Regions from separate parts of the Mus musculus genome. Here regions 1 and 2 are each linked to region 3. Evidence: chromatin contacts called from public Hi-C data. All regions are on one chromosome and are shown on one strand. Each heading gives the region's core, a stretch centred on a gene start, on an enhancer-like site or on the middle of the called end of the contact. The rest is flanking DNA. Distances are from core to core; before and after follow the strand shown. Region 1 holds the start of Cstf1 (cleavage stimulation factor, 3' pre-RNA, subunit 1). Region 2 holds the start of Fam210b (family with sequence similarity 210, member B). Region 3 holds the start of Srsf6 (serine and arginine-rich splicing factor 6).

The links. Hi-C and Micro-C count contacts between places; a contact is called where the count stands out from the background.
Region 1: a Hi-C map of CD8 T cells shows a contact between it and region 3, with 6 times the contacts expected there. The contact joins the promoter of Cstf1 here to the promoter of Srsf6 in region 3. A contact is called at or near these places in 2 of 39 promoter capture datasets (liver and pre-B cells) and 2 of 484 Hi-C or Micro-C datasets (CD4 T cells and CD8 T cells).
Region 2: a contact with region 3 is called in a Hi-C map of rod photoreceptor, with 5 times the contacts expected there. The contact joins the promoter of Fam210b here to the promoter of Srsf6 in region 3. A contact is called at or near these places in 2 of 484 Hi-C or Micro-C datasets (CD4 T cells and rod photoreceptor).

Annotation. Positions count from the first base shown.
Region 1 is chr2:172,369,571-172,372,270 of GRCm38.p6, reverse strand. It overlaps Cstf1 (cleavage stimulation factor, 3' pre-RNA, subunit 1), which reads right to left and starts at 1,268. Exons shown (of 6, transcript NM_024199.2): 1 at 1,244-1,268. It overlaps Aurka (aurora kinase A), which reads left to right and starts at 1,701. Exons shown (of 9, transcript NM_001291185.1): 1 at 1,701-1,798.
Region 2 is chr2:172,344,200-172,346,899 of GRCm38.p6, reverse strand. Fam210b (family with sequence similarity 210, member B) reads right to left here and starts at 1,323. Exons shown (of 3, transcript NM_025912.4): 1 at 1,053-1,323. The coding sequence starts at 1,238.
Region 3 is chr2:162,930,067-162,932,766 of GRCm38.p6, reverse strand. Srsf6 (serine and arginine-rich splicing factor 6) reads right to left here and starts at 1,259. Exons shown (of 6, transcript NM_026499.4): 1 at 990-1,259; 2 at 625-773. The coding sequence starts at 1,096.

The DNA of each region.
Region 1 (2,700 bases), core at 19-2,518, 9.4 Mb before region 3:
CCAGCCTTGTCTATAGATCCCTATCACAGGCCAGCCAGGACTACATAGTGGGACCCTATCACAAACAAAAAAATGATTACCATCAAAACAAATAAATGTAAAAATCCAAACACATTATACTCTTAAGATCTAAGCTCTCCAAACAAAACTGATTTCTTAATCAACCTGGGTGGGTAATTTGATAAGTATGTGTGTGGTTAGATGTTTGACTATAGGAGTCTGGAGACATCAAGCAAGAAGGTAGCCTGGAGAAACAGCCAAGAGTTACAATGCTTGCTGACAGACACCCCGGGCTCAGTTTTAAACCAAATGACTAGCAAGGCCACACAGCATAGTACTGACCAGAGTTCTTAACAATAATAACACCATGCAGGTCCTACTGGCAGATGCGGTGCCAAGCACCTAATTAGCATCCAATCACTAAACGAAGCTATTCAATATATTCGTGTTCATTAGAAAGAAATGGGGGCTGGAAAGATGGCTCAGTGGTTAAGAGCACTGTCTGCTCTTCCAAAGGACCTGGGTTCAATTCCCATGGCGGCTTACAACTGTCTCTAACTCCAGTTCCAAGGGGCCTGCCACCTAGACACCAATGCATGTAAAATAAAGCTAAATAAGTTTTTTTTTAAAAAGAAAGAAATGAATACAAATCTACCCCTGCATAAGATATTGGGACACAACAGAGGGTGAAATGTGTTCTAAGAATCTAGGGCACCCGTTCAAGTTAAGCCCTCCCCTTCCCCTCAAAGTTGAGGGGGAGCCTGCACACTCCAGAGCCCAGAACTTAACCATTTGACCTATCATCTTTACTCCTGTCAGGAAACATCTGGGGTTGTATCACGACATTTAAAGAAAACGGGGGTGGGAGAAGGAGGTTGAGCCTTTACTTAACTCCCCGCTTAACTTCCAATGGGACACAGATAACTTATATCCTTCCCGGAGGGGACACCGAGGCACGAGACCGGAGGAGCTCGCCCCCGGAAAGCTAACACCGGGGAATGCAGGGGGCCCAAAGCGAAGCCGCGCGACCACTTCTGCTCAGGGCGGAATTCCGGCTTGGACCCACCGGGACCGAGGCCCTTTGAGAGCCGGGGTGCAGGCCGGGCCGGCCAACTCTAGGACACGGACTTGGGGCGAGCGGCCTCCTGCCATCCTCTCCGTTAGCCCCGGTCCTTCACGTGATCCACTACAGACCCTAGCCAACCACACTAGCCCGCTTCCTTACGCCCCCTTGACCCCGTACCCGCAGATCAGGGTCTCGGTCTCCCGCTCTCTTCTAGAAAAATGGAGGAGCGAATCGTGCCCGATCGATCGCTCGGAGTGCACACCCAGTGCGCACGTGCAAAGGGCATGCAGCCGAGCGCCGAGCATCCCTGCTCCCTCGCAAGTCTGCCCTTCTCGCCATCTTACTCACTGGCACGTTCGAGACGCTCATTCACCGTCTCCGAACTAATCACCTCCGCGACTGCCTTGAATCCAAAGGGCTGTGTGTGACTGGCGAACGCCTGATCCTGGGGAGCACGGCGGGCGATAGAACGGCCGCAGATCGGACGGGCCGTTGGTGCACCACTTCCGGGCTCCGACAGCTCAGTGCGCCTGCGCCCAGCTACGGCAGGGAACGAGCTTCCCATAGTCGCGTTTACGGTGAGCCAATCACAGAACGGCATTGCTCCGGCTCTAGCCAATCAGCTCTTGGAGTAGAGGGTTTGACTCCTATTTTAAAAGGAGAACCTTTGAATTGTAACGGCTGAGCTACCGGGATCGCTTGGAGGCTTCGGTCGGGAGCAGGTTCCTGCCTGTGAGTTGGAAAGGGACATGGCTGTTGAGGGCGAGCCTGGATGCTGCAAACGGATAGGGAAGGCTGTGTGGCGTCGGGGTAATGGACTGTCTCAGTGGGTTTGCATTCTGTTTAAGAAAGGTCCAGACGTTTAAGATTTCCCGGCTTGGTTTTAGGTTCTTGTGGGAATGGGGATCCAGACCATCAGCTAACCGAGTAATTTGCAAACCGATGGTGGATGCGGGAACTGCGGCTTATTGGGGACTGCTTCGGGTGGAGAATCAGAGTCTAAGTCGACTCGACGAGTCTGTGGATGAACGGGAGTTCCCTCGTAGAGTGCCCAGGACTGGTGCTGCTCTTCCCGCAGCCTTCTGAGCAGTTTATGTCGGGACTACTTGAGGGTCTGTTTCAAAGCGCAGACCCGCTAAAGCTCAGTTTGTAGAATATTCCAGAAGTTTTAGGATTGAACACTGCCTTCGTGGTGGCCGCCGCTGTTTATTCCAACAGTAAGGTGGTGGAGGCAGGATCAAGTCAAAGGTCATCCTCAGCTACACAGTAGGTCCGAAAAACCAGCCTAAATTACATCCACATACGTCCCTACCTCAACACCTCCATCCCCACCACACACACACACACACACACACACACACACACACACACACCTAAATGTGTGGTTGCTTACATCAGCAGTCTGAGGCAGGAGGTTAGCCTTCGATTTAAGGCCAGCCACAGCTAATAAGTGAGAGCCTGTCTGGGGATGTAGTTCAGTTAGTAGGGTGCTTGCCTAGCCAGCCCTGGATTCCATTCCCAGCACTTGGAACCCCGAGGATGGTGATGACCTCTGTGGTCCTAGCACTGCGGAACTGCAGGCGGGAGGATCAGGAGTTCAGAGTAATCCTCCACCGTATAGCATGCTCAAGGCC
Region 2 (2,700 bases), core at 74-2,573, 9.4 Mb before region 3:
CACCTGTCAAGGCAGAGTGTGTGTTTAAGGTTAGGGTTAGGGTTAGGGTTAGGCTACCAACAGGGCTGATGTGGCAGAACAAGGTGAGAGGTTGTACCAGATCGTGAAGGCAGCTAAGATCTGAGCGCTAGAGAAGAGACAGTATAGGGCGGGGGGGCACACTACTGGTAGTCAGGGAAGACTTTCTGGAGGAGAGGGAAGCTATGCGGTGCCCTGAAGCACGGTACGCTGTGAGTATCCTGACTTGTGCTCAGGAGCAGAGCTGAGGCCAGTGTCCTGTCTGTCAGGCAGGAGAGAGGGGAAGGAAGTCCTTCCATCATTGTGCTCGGCACTCAAGGAAAGCGACCAATCCCTAACTGAAAAGCCACGGGAGCAGACAGTACTCAGAACTGCCCGATTCATGGCAGTGATCTTTCTTTCAGACTCCCCCAGACCTCGACGCTTCCGATCTACTACTTCTGAACTCCTGCTTTTTTTTTTTTTTTTTTTTTTTTTTGAGACCTACTTGAGATATGCTGCTGTCTGAATGGAAGCTGGTTTTCACTCTGAGCACTCAGGGCAAGTAACCACAACAAAACGGGATGGACTGCCTGCTCTGAGCCTGCTCTTCCAGCTAGATAAAAGGGTGGCGCAAGGAGCACAGGGAAGCGGTAGATGTACCGGCGGCACCGGCGATGCCGCCTCCTGGGCCCAGTGCCCAGGCCTCAACTGAACTTCAAAAGGAACAAGTCCAGGGGCCGGACTGGAAGTTCATATAGAATTCAGGCCCCTTGCGATCGGCTCGGTAACGCCACTGTTCTGGCTTTCGAAACTGGGGCTCGGCGGGCGACTCCATGACCTTGGGCAGCGCACCATTCCACTCCTAGCCTCAGTTTCTCCGGCTGCTAACTGAAAGAGATTTTTCTCGGATTCTAGGAATCTGAGAACTCAGGGACCCCGGAGGTGACCCGTTTCGGTCAGGTGCAATGTAAAAATTGTCCATTGGGGCTGGCCCTGGCACGGCGCTCCGGCCACTTGGGGATCAGGGTCCGAGTGGCTGTGGGGAGTCTTACCTGGCGGCTGAGACAGTCCCCGCGGGCCGTGCGCAGCAGTCGGGCGTCCGGAACCGGATGGGACAAGGCTAAGGCCCAGAGCGGTGGAGCACAGGAGGTGGCGGTTCCCAGGAGCCAAGGGGCCAGGGGCCGCAGCCGGGTGCTCACTCTTCCTGCCGGGCCAAGCAGCGTCAACAGCCCGGCCATGGCGCGCCGCGAGCGCAGCTCCAGTGTGCCCACTCGGGAATCAGCTCCAACACAGCGCGGTGGGCGGGGCCGAGACCGGGGCCTCGAGCTCCACCCCCCGACAGGCCCCGCCCCAACACCTTTAGGGCCCGCCCCCGGAGCGGAGCTGAGCGTGGGATAGGCGGGGCTCTATAGCGGAGCGCAGGTTTTGGGCTCCACCCAACAGCTCCGCCCTCCGCAGAAGCAGCCTATCCATGAGTGGGTGGGGCATCTGGAGACGCTCGCTCTCTTTTGTTCCCGCCCCTCAGCCCCGCTTCCTTGGCTAAGTTCCGCCTCCTGAAGCGGAGTGGGCGGGGCTGGGGACCTGCCAAGTCTATCAGCCTAGTTCTCAGGACCTCAGGCCAGTTCTTTGTGGAATGCATTTTCTCAGAACTTTCCAGGATTTTGAGTTTCCGGACTGTGGAGCGCGGCTGGCGGCTGTTTCAAGCGAGGGCTAATGCATTCTTTGTTTTTCCTCTCAGCCGAATGGGTGAAACCTGGAAGACTGATGCTTACGTGAATGCTTTAAAGAAGAAAGGAACTATAGAGGTTAACTCTCACTTGAAGAAGCCCTCTAAATGAGCCTACTATATCGCGGCTGTGAACATGAAAGCAGCCACTGTGGAGAAAAGTTTTGTACTTTCACAGATAGTTAAAAGTACACAAACCAGGTTGGTCAGCAACTCCGCTCCCATAGTGTCTCAAGAGAAGCAAAGACTCACATTTCTGTCGGACTAAAATCTGACAAGAGGGCACTCTCTCTTACCTGGTGACTATGCACTGCCTGGGGACTTGGGCCCACAGGAAGGCGTTGCTGGCATTAGATGTGGCCCCTCTACCTTGGACCTCTAGGCCCATGAGCCAAAATTAACCCTTCTGTTCTTATAACTTAAAGAAATAATAGTAAACTGTTATCTTGACATGGTGGTGCAGATCTGTAACTCAAGCACCCAGGAGGCTGAGACAGAAGGATTAAGAGTTCAAGGCCAGCCTCGACCCCAGGAGAACCTGTCCTACACACATGCTCAGAAGACAGCAATACTCATAGCAGGGCAGTCCAGATATCTGTCAGCTGGAGAATGGAACTTCCATCTGTGGATCACTTGCTATCCAAGCTGAGTTCCACCCTGGGGCCCAGGCAAGGTGGGGGTGGGGGCTGGGAGGTGGGGGGAGAGAGCCACAGTCTCCACAAAGTGCTCCTCTGGCCTGTACACATGCTCCCTCCCATGCAATAATAATAAAAAAATTTTTTTAAAGTAAGGCGTGAACACCTTCATCCTAGGGACAAGTCTCAGGACTGCTTTGCCAAATGGAAAATTCCAGCCACAAACACAACATGCAGGAGGATTTCATCTTCAGAGAATGCAAAGTTCACAGGCAAAATTCTGGACCCCCCCCCCCAAAAAGGTCAGCGGCTATCTAGGATTGTGAGTGGGATTTGGGC
Region 3 (2,700 bases), core at 10-2,509:
TGCAACAATTTCAACATTAAACATTTCACATAACCAAAATCCCCCCAACCCCCTCCCAGTAACATGCCCCAACTATTTCAAATACAGCATAAAGCTTATTTAGATTTACTTTGTGGTACTATGCCACATTACTTAGTTTAAAATGGCATTTTCTTTGCCCCCCCCCAATCAAGCCTCCCAGCTCCTAAGACTTAGACTTCAAGCTCCTCCCCTTTCCCCGCCCCCTGCCCCACCTCCACCCCAGCCTTCCTAGAAACTTCCTCAATGCTAACAAGCACTGACAGATAAGCAAGGGGGCATACTACAAATACAGCCAGCCCTCGCTTTCAATGGCAGAACCCAAGTCAGTGCCAAAGAGGGCCAACTGAAGCCACTCCTTCCAAACTTAAGTCAACCGGCCACCCGACCCCATTCCCCGCGCTCCGGTGTCCCACGGCTACCCGGGCATGCGTGGAGGTAGAGGGGCCCCGGGAACACCCAGGGCCGACAAGCCCCGGCCTCCGCGCCTGCCCGGGCTGGGGAGGTCCCACCCTGCCCACCCAAGTGACTGCACCCGCCCTGCGCCCCCAACCCCCGCCCCCCCCAGGTACCCAGGACGCGGAGCGCGCGGGGGTAAGGACTCACTGCGGCTTCCGTAGCTGTAGCCATCGCGGTCGCGGCGCGGGCCCCGGGCGTGCTCTACGATCACGCGCTCGCCGCACAGCTCCTTGCTGTTGAGCTCGTACACGGCATCGTCGGCATCCCGGGAGTCCTCGAACTCCACGAAACCGTACCTGCGGAGGGGCGGAGCGCGAGCCGCGCACCGGCGGGCGGGCGTGTCGTTAGCCGGCGCCGCGCGCTCCCGCGCCCTCCCCCGCGCGCGCGCGCTCGGGGCGCCGCCGCCGCCGCCATTTTAGAGGCCCTGCCACGCGGCGCCGCGGCCTTGGCCGCCTCGGGTCCTTGGGGGACCTCTCTCCGCCGCGGGGCGCGGCCTCCCAGACCCGACTCACCCATTTTTGAGGTCGATCTCGAGGAGGCGGCCGTAGCCGCTGAAAAAGCGCTGGATGTCCTTCTCGCGGACGTTGTAGCTCAGGCGTCCTATGTAGACGCGCGGCATGGCCGTGACCCACGGGTGTCCTCCGGGAGGCTGGCGGAGGGGCGGCGGGCCGCGGGGCAGGGCTGCGGTGCGGGTGCGGGGACGGCGAAGGCCCGAACACGCGCCTCACACCGCAGCGGCGGCCGAGTCAGCCACACAATGGTGCGCGCGCGCGCGCCGGCCTACGCTATAAGTGCCCGGGGGCGGGGCGCGGCGCGGCGCAGCGCGTGACGTCGTCGCGCAGCACGTCCTCTCCCGCGCCGCGGGCCGCTCCGGATGTGTTGGGGCGGCCCGCGGCGCGTGCCGTGCTTGCTGGGAGTTGATTTCGCTACTGTCATGTCCCCTGGCGCTGTGCAGCCATCAGCGTAAACAGCCGAGGCCCGGACCTTTTGAGTCGTGCCTAATAAACTGTTCTTGTGCCCAGGCACGCGGAGAACGAGTTTTATTTCTCATTGGTTGTCCGGGCTGTCAGTCTAGGCCATCTTGGTCTCTGATTGGTCTACTAAAAAAAAAGAGGTTGCTCTTTCCCTTCAGCGGGTAGCTCGCACTGGTTTCGTTGAGTACACGCTCTTGGGAGTCGGACAGTTCCTTAGTTTCTCAGCGGCTCGGGATCTGTCCCCGAGGTTTAGTGACCAGCGGGGGAGGTGCTGTGGCTGGTCTGGGTGGCATCCCTCCCTCTGCTCGGAGCTCTGACAGCTCTGAATCCCGCGCTCGCCGCGGCCGTTCACAAAGGGAGCATGGCTGGGCCCCATGGTCCTCCAAGACCCCCTATCCCCTTTCCTATCCATACTGTCCTTAACCTGGTTGGATCCGAAGGCAAACTATTTATAAAGCAGAAATACACACTTAGGAGTTTATGGAGGTGACATCTAATGCTGTAGAGTTAAACAAAACAGCCCCACTGCCCTGGAGTAAAGTTAATTGACTATCAAGGAGCATGCCTTGGGAGTATTCAAAGCACGGCGAAGGTTTGGCTAGAGAGGTAAGGAAACCGAAAGCAGAGCACGGTGTGATAAAAGCTGAGAGAAAAGACTGCCATTGAGTTAGTACCTGCTCTTTAGGAATTTGTTTTCTGCCCAGAATCTGGGCAGCCTCAGGCTTTTCAGCTATAATGAGAGAAGATTCTGTCCTCTGGGGCAGACCGGCAATGTTGATAGCACACAGGGAGATGTGTTAATAGTATTCTCGAGGGAAGAGAACGTCCTTAAGTTAGAAATATAAATATATATATGTAGACAGCTTTTAAAAATATTCATGGAACACAGAATGAAGTCAACACATAACAGTTTTATCAAATTGTCAATTTCTAAAAACTTGTTAAAATTTATTTGTGAGTGGTGAGAAGACTGAAGCCGGTAAAGGTGCTTGCTGCCAAGCTGGAGGACCCGACTTTGATCCTAGAGACCCACACGGTAGAAGGAACAACAACAACAACAAAAACAATTCTTGCAAGTTGTCCTCTGACCTCCTGATGCGTGTCATGCCTTCAATAAATAACTAAGTGTGATGATAACACATTTTAAAATTATTTGTAAAAGCAAACACACATCTGGATTCCACACGAGACGAAAAAGCCAGTATTTGTCATTCTCCTACCCTATTACCATATTTTGTTCCCCTCTTCC